2 separate regions of the Mus musculus genome follow, and region 2 is linked to region 1. The links are chromatin contacts, called in public capture Hi-C maps. All regions are on one chromosome and are shown on one strand. Each heading gives the region's core, a stretch centred on a gene start, on an enhancer-like site or on the middle of the called end of the contact. The rest is flanking DNA. Distances are from core to core; before and after follow the strand shown.

The links. Capture Hi-C pulls out chosen DNA fragments and counts their contacts.
Region 2: a contact with region 1 is called in a capture Hi-C map of embryonic stem cells, with 3 times the contacts expected there. The contact joins two enhancer-like sites. A contact is called at or near these places in 1 of 39 promoter capture datasets (embryonic stem cells), 2 of 484 Hi-C or Micro-C datasets (B cells and the N1E-115 cell line), 2 of 115 datasets of contacts at active chromatin or transcription factors (bone marrow-derived dendritic cells and bone marrow-derived macrophages) and 1 of 9 other capture datasets (embryonic stem cells).

The regions. Positions count from the first base shown.
Region 1 is chr1:165,770,327-165,774,029 of GRCm38.p6, reverse strand. It overlaps Creg1 (cellular repressor of E1A-stimulated genes 1), which reads right to left. Exons shown (of 4, transcript NM_011804.3): 3 at 3,214-3,398; 4 at 1-186. The coding sequence ends at 183. Among named protein-coding and RNA genes, the nearest start is that of Creg1, 8.4 kb to the right of the region's middle. Within about 2 kb of position 1,814, at least 103 of the 459 cell types and tissues checked have an H3K27ac peak or open chromatin away from gene starts, as enhancers often do. A contact at or near this core is called in embryonic stem cells, where this site is marked.
Region 2 is chr1:167,220,701-167,224,403 of GRCm38.p6, reverse strand. It overlaps a transcript of Uck2 not described here. Among named protein-coding and RNA genes, the nearest start is that of Gm46170, 44 kb to the left of the region's middle. Within about 2 kb of position 1,828, at least 46 of the 459 cell types and tissues checked have an H3K27ac peak or open chromatin away from gene starts, as enhancers often do. A contact at or near this core is called in embryonic stem cells, where this site is marked.

The DNA.
Region 1 (3,703 bases), core at 565-3,064:
AAAAATCCAGCAACCACATCTTCTGACGGACAACTCTCTGTTAACACAAGCAAACAAGATTAAAACAAGAGGTGGCAGAGTAAGCTGACAGCTGGAGACGTCCCAAGCAGGGCCAACCCTTCAAGTGTGCATGAGCCTCCGAAGACACTTCTCTGGTGTGACTCAGTCCACCATATCCTGCTTCACCTAGAGAGGGAAAGAGAGACCGTTATCTCATGAGCTGGACTGGCCAGACTTAAAGGGTCATTCATTCTCCGAGAAGACGAGAGAAACACAGCCCCGAAACGTTTACTATTTTAAGTTAATTCCCAGCTGGGATTACCATTCAACCAGGAAATCTACACCCAGGTAAGGGTTCAAGTGAGAGACTGGGGACCTTTTTCCGTGTCTGTCTTGGTAGGATTCGTGTGAGTGATACAGTGAGCCCTGGACCAGGCCTGCTGCTGTCCAGGCTCCATGGTGATAGGAAGTAACGCCTACTCTGATCATGGCTGCATCCAGGAAGTCAACAAACACACCAAGAGGATGCTCACACTTTCACTCCACGTGCAAAAGCGCACACGGGCTGGGTCCGGCAACCCAGTGAATTAACACAAAGCACTTAATTAGGTCTCACGGCAGCCCTGACTGAGCGGTCCCCGTGTGGATGCTTTCTTGGGATCATTTCAGTGTCCTGGCCATTAGCTACAGAAGGCACTGTGCTAATTAGAGAAACAGTATCTTCTGTGGTCCATGTGGGCAAGCCTGGCAAGGTGACCTGGGGAAAGCCTAGGATACCACAAAGACCCCATTGGTGGTTCCCGACAATGTGCAGACCCCAGTCTTCATAGACTCTGAAGTGGCAATGAGTGGCCAGAGGTACTTGGGGACAGGAGCCTCCTTCCCTGGTACTCTGCCACTGTGGTGGGATGCCTTGCCCTGGTCTTTCATCCTCCCCACCCCGCACTCCCACCTCCTGCACTCTCCCCCTGCACTCCCCCCACCCCCAATCAGAGCAAAGGCTCTCTGCCTTATCTTTGAGCTGCAGAAAAGCACTTACCCGGCTACATAACAGAACGGGAGCCTCTATTTTACACACTCAGAGCAAAGACTTATGGGAAATCATAATTTTATTTTGTTATTAAAGTAAGCACTGCCCAGGGCGTGTTATTTACACAGAGATAACTGCTCTTCGGAGATTGTGATGTCCTGGGAAGGTAAACTCTGACCTCACAGAACAGCCCATCATTCTTACTGCCACTCTCCTCCATAACGCGCTTGCTGGTAATAATCTGACAATCGCTACCTCCTAAATCCTATCAAGGAGGAGGCTCGGTCAGCCCCGGGAGGGTCAGCAGCCTGCGCCTCTCCTCCCACGCACACGGCCACAAAATCAATACTGGGACAACTGGATTCTTTAGACAATTTGAAAGTCTGTGTTTCCATCAGCTGGCTATATGCAACTGCCCCCAAAACACCTACCATGGGCCATGCACCACCCTCGACCCTGCTCGGAATACAGAAATACCAACAACCCCGAGTTTGCTGTTAAAATGTACATTTACGGCAGGGAGCGGGGTGGTGGTGGTTAGGGGGTTACATAGCTTAATATGAGCTGTTCTCTAATAGCATGAAAACAAAGAACACATAAGCACTAAGAATTTAAGGTCCGGGACTGAAGATTCCTTGGTCCCACAAAGAAATAACCTTTTCCCAAGGTTGGGCGTTTGGACAAAAGCCGCCATTCCCTTGGGACTTGAAGAAAGTTCCTGCTTGCTTTCTCCTTATCTCTGGCAAAAGGAACAAGTGTGTCTCCATTAGCATACGCTGGGGCACCTAAGAACTTGTCAAGGTCGGTGCTAGCCTCTGGGCACCCTCAGTCCTGGCTCACAGATCCCACCCAGCTCTCGAGTCTTCCCCCACCCCCACCCCCACTCCACCCCCACCCCACCCCCACCCCCGTTCTCTTGTTCTCGTCTAACCCTGGAAATCCTTCCCTGCTTTCCCAGGCGACAGCCTTGGCTGTTTATTGGAATACAGTTTTCTCTTTTCACCCACAGATCGGCTACTTTGGTTTCTTTACTGCGCCCATACTCATTCCGTCTTGACTTATAAGTCCTACTATCCTCCCCCATCTCTCCACAGAGTTGTCAGTCATTGCAAACAGGAAGTGAACTAAAAGATGAACCTGGCGTCCAGCACGGGGTTAGGGGTCAGAAGAGGGCTCAGGGCTAGGACGCCCAGCGTTTGAATCCCAGCACTGCCACCTGCTGGCTGAAAGGCGTTATGCAAGCGCCCCCTTTCCCAGGCCGGCCCTTGTTTTACAGCCTAGCAATCAGCGCTCGCTTCACAGGGGTGTGGTGAGAATTTCAGCTACGAACAGGAAGCGATTAGGATAGCACAGACCAGCAAAACACGCTCAACAGACTCTAGCTGCTGTAGCACCTCTTGGGCTTGTAGATAGATGTCCTATATTGCAAAATCCAGTGTCACTTAGGGAACACTCTAGTCCCTCCCATTCTGTCCTCTGACCCTTGACCTCATTTGACCTCACTCCACATCTGACCACTCCCTTCTTCCCGGCCCAGGCCATCTTTAGATACTGTTCTTTTCTACTTCCAGACTAGATGTACTGGGGACCAAACCCAGGCCCTTGGGCTGAGCTATGTCTCCAGCCCTTAGTAATTTTATTATTGTTTTGCAATGCTGAGATTCACACCCAAACCCCAGGGCCCAACTGCTAAACTTGAACTTAAACCTCCCGTACTCTTTTCCTTTCTCTCCAGTAGCCCCTTTGGAATCAACTCCATTACCTCTGCAGGCCACAGATCCCTTCCAATTGTGTTATAGTTGTGGGTGTAGAAAATGTCATAAAATATAGACCCTAGGCTTCACTACGCTGAGAGCTACAGGCCCGTTACTAGGTCCCCCTTGTTGGGCTTGTTTTTGTTTCAAACACAGTTTCATGTAACTTGAGCTGATTTTCAGCCTTCCAGGCTGGCCTTGAATTGCTAATCCTCTTGCCCTTGTCTCCCAAGGTCTAGGGTTACAGGTGAGTTTACTAATTCTGCATCTGACACTGATGAGAGGGATTAAAGGTGTGTGTTCCTATGCCTAGTGTCTTTGTAATCCCATGTGTTTTGTAATTTTGAGAGGTGGTCCTAGCAGGCTCAGCCTTGGGGGTGCTGGGAAGAGCTACAGTCCGGCAATGGTGGAAAATGTATAATTACTTACTGCAGCGTGACGTTAAAATATTCTTCAGGTGTCACTACTTTAGGTCCACCAAAGTAGTCCAAGACCCAGATACGGCTTATTTTTAATTTAGCAAAGAACCAGTTATGGCTGGAAGGCCAGTGCTTCATCTCAGGGTGTCGAACAAACAGCGAATCCCTTGCATAGTCCTCTTCTGTCTTGTTCACCTGAAGGACAAACAGGAGATAAACAGGCCGTTCTAAGGACACTTTTATCTTACTAAGAAGGGGTGGTTCTCACACCACAAACTGCCTGGCACCTCGTTCCGTTGCAAATTCTGATCTTAAGAGTCAAGAGCGTACAGGAAGCCTAAAGAAAACAGAGAAACGTGCCCTTTCAAACTTGTAATGACACACACAAATAAAGCAGGAACCATGATGGGGGTGGAGCTTGGCTGTTCAACAGTCATTCCAAGCTAGCACTGTCCATGGCCCAGAAGCACTGGCTGTCACCCAGGCCTGAAAGTGCCCTC
Region 2 (3,703 bases), core at 579-3,078, 1.5 Mb before region 1:
TCAACTTTACTTGAAGCTTCCAGGTGCCAAACCACTTCGTGCCTTGGCTGTCTATCCCACTGCCGTGGAAAAGGGATTCTTCCCATCTCTGAGCCTTTATTAGCTGCTCCCTCATCTACCCATGGTGTTGGGACCAAGCCTCCGAAACCTCTGAGCAGCCCACTTGTTGCAGCTTGGACACCGCTGTAGGACCACCTTACCCCTATCTCCGTGGGAAGTTCTGGATTGGCTAGAAGCAGTATTTGCTGGGTATAGGGAAGGGCTGGACGCTGTACTGTTTCCAGACCGCCGCCCAGCTTTTTGGCCAATTGTGCATTTGAACCTTCTCTACGGGAAACATTGTGGTCTGAGCCTTGAGGTTTTGGTTTTGCCATTCCATTGTCGAGTAGGGAGGTAAAGGGATCTTGAAGCCATGGCATTTGTCATCTGGGGACTCAGAGCTGTTCTAGAGAGGAAGCCGAGCTGGGCAGAGCTGCACAACCTTGAACACAGGTGCATAGATCCTTCCACTTCAGAGCCACCCAATGGTGCTTGCTTCCCCCACCCGTTCACAGACGTCTTTGGCCTGAGTGTTTAGGAAACGAAAATTCTGAGTCTTGTGTCACAGGAAGGTCCAGCCTTACACCTCATCATGGTAATACAACCCCCCCCCCCCCCGCCCCCCTGACTTCTCTTTGGATAACCCGAGGCTGAAAAAGATAGGCATCTGATCTAGCTTGGGTAGAGTAGGCCTGGGGAAGGGAGTGAAGCAGGTTCATGCCTTGGGGCTAGGGCAGTGGCCAAGTCACCTGTCTCCGAACGAACACTTAGCGGTGACTACTCAGACCGTGGGGGAAGTTGGCTCCAGCTCGCTCTCTCCAGGGTGAGTCTCTTGGGAGGCCGCTGGGTCAGTGCCCCTGAGTAGTCAAAAGTGGAGACCGGATCAACCTTGGCCTCAAAGCCCCCACTGCTGCAGAGGAATGCAGTCTCTGGCAGGGAAATGTTTTTCACTGCCCTTGGAACCTGTGTTGTTCATGTCCAAGAGTCCAAAGAAAGGGCTGATTTCCTGAGGCTGGGGTCAGCCCCTGGTACATGCAGGCCCTTGCTTTCTTCGAAGGACCAGCTGGCCTTCTCTGTCTCCTTTGCCGTTCATATTTTCCTCTGGGCCATTGCTGTATGCTCTTTGTGTCAGGACAAGGAAGAGGGCAGGTTGGAAAGGCACAATTGGATGCATCTAGTAGTGTATACAAGTCCCTTTTAAGATTCTGGCTCTGGTCCTGCTGTGTTCTCACGGTGCCAGCCACAGGTGACCGAGTTTCAGCAGCGGAGTCCTGTTTCTCTCGGGCAGTGAGTTCCTACCCAGCCCTGCCTCCAGAGCAAGGTTGGGTGGCTAGAGACCTAGGCTGTTCTTTCCCTGGAAGATGCTGCCTCTTCCCGTCTTTGCTTTTTACTGCCCTGCCTTTGTTCGTGCTATGAAATGACCACACCCTATGTACTTGGCTGTAAATAAAGACAAATAAAAACAATGAATTCAACTCTTCACTCCTTTGTGGGTGCCTGGTTAGCAGCAGTCTCCGAAGCCTGCTGTGAGAATTGGGCGGAGGGAGGGCTGGGCCTTGCATTTCTGGAGGAAGCAGGGGTGCTTAGCCTGCCTCCTGTCCTGGTCTTGGGATGTGTGTGGGACAGACTCCCAGGGCTCTCCCAGGGTTAGTTACCTTGCACTCCCTATCACATGGTTTCTGGGAGGCTGAGGTTCTAGGAACGCTGACACTGTTCTCACTGATGTCCTTTGTGTAGCCTCTGCCGCCTTCCAGACCTACCCACTTCTCTCTGTTGAAAAGGAGAACTAAACCTAGGTGGAGTGAGCTAGGGGTGGGGTCGGGGGAGGGAAGGTAGCGGGGTGGGGCATGTGTAAGGAAGCTTACATTAATGACAACTCACTATGATGTGAATGAAGGTATATGTGTGTACTTTTAAAACATACATGTGCATGTATGTATGTATGTGTACTATATATGTGCATGCAACGCACAAAGTGTTGGAGTGAGGCACCATGTGGGTGCTGGGACCCAAACCTGGATCCTCTGAAAGAGCAGTAAGTGCTCTGAACTACTGAGGCATCGCTCCAGCCTTTCTATTCTTGCTTGATTATTTATTGATTGATTGATTGGTTCTTTGAGGTAAGAGTCTTGCTATATAGCCCTGTGCCATGTTGACCAGAATGGCCTCTGAACTCAGAGAGATCCACCTGCCTCAGCCTCCCAAGTGCTGGGATTAAAGGCACACACAATCACATCCAGCTTATTCCTGTTTTTAAAAGACCTACATCCAGGGCCTTTCACACAACTGGCTTTTGCTCTTTGTCGTTCCTGACAGTTCCCATGTCTTAGCTTCCCTTCATCTCTACTTCTCATCCTGTCTTTCCAGATGCTTGCTTTTTGCTAACCCTGGAACTAGGCAGGCCTCTGGATAGGAGCCTCAGCAGTGTCCCCTCTTTCCCTAGGGTGGTTTTGCTGGTGAGGCAGGGCAGTGATGCTGCTCTTAATTCTTTCTATGTGTATGGCTGTTTTGCCTTCATGGTATATCGGTACCGCTTGTTTGCATGGTATCCTCAGGCCAAAAGAGGGCATCAGATGCCATGGAATTGAAGTCACAGGTAGTTGTGAGTCTCCCAGTTTTAGCTCCAGATTAACATTGCTTTAATGAAGCCATCAATGGGCTGGCTTGCAGACAATGGCTTCAATACAAGGAGTAGAGAGAGGGTCTTGGAACATGGCATTGTAGGCTTCAAGAGACTAGGGTAGGTGGATTCCTTCACGATATGCTGGGGGTGTTTAGGTGCTTTAAGGCGGATCTAAAGTTTAAGTTAATGGCACATACCTGTGACCCCAATATTAAGCTGAGGCAAGATGACAAATTTGAAGTCATCTTGGGTCACATACAAAGACCCTATCTCAGAAAAATCCCTCCCAATCGCCCCTTCGCCACCACAAAGAGAACAATTTAAGAGGTCATTTTCTCGACTGGGGATGTTTCTTGGTACCAAAGCACCTGCCTAGCATAAGCAAGAGGTCCAGGCTCAATCCCCAACATTGCAAAACCGAAACTATGAGCTAGCTGTTACCCTAGTCTTGCGTGTATACTTACATACATATTTCAATAAACCATGAGCTAAAATAACATGGGAACCCATTAGAGACAGGACTAAGCCCTGGTATATACATCTTAGGAACATAAAACTACCCTCTATGTAAACACCACATCTACCCTGGGCCCTGACTTGTACTGTTTGGATTCAGTGGCTCCAAGGACTTGTGTGTTGAGTTCTGACTGTCCTGGCTGGGGCAAGCCAGCACCTGGTGACAGCTCCCCTGCCTGGACGGGATGCTCATCACACGTGTGCATTTCAGAGGAGCCCTCCCAGTGCCATCTGCTTCCTCTGAAGTAAACGGCCTCCATTGTAAAATCACACTAGATTTTTCCTGTGTTTGTTATGTGTTCACTCATACTTAAACAGACAGACAGACAGACAGACAGACAGACAGACAAACACCCCTCCAAAAAGCAAACCAAACCTGTGAAGGATGCTAAGAAATGTGCTGGTTCTCCGGGATCACTGGAAAACTGAATTCAGCTGCTGCAAAGGTCTAACCTAAATGACAGGAAGTCTGGTGTGTGTCTGCCATCTAGTGGTGGGGATTCAGACGGCAGCAGGAGTGGGTGG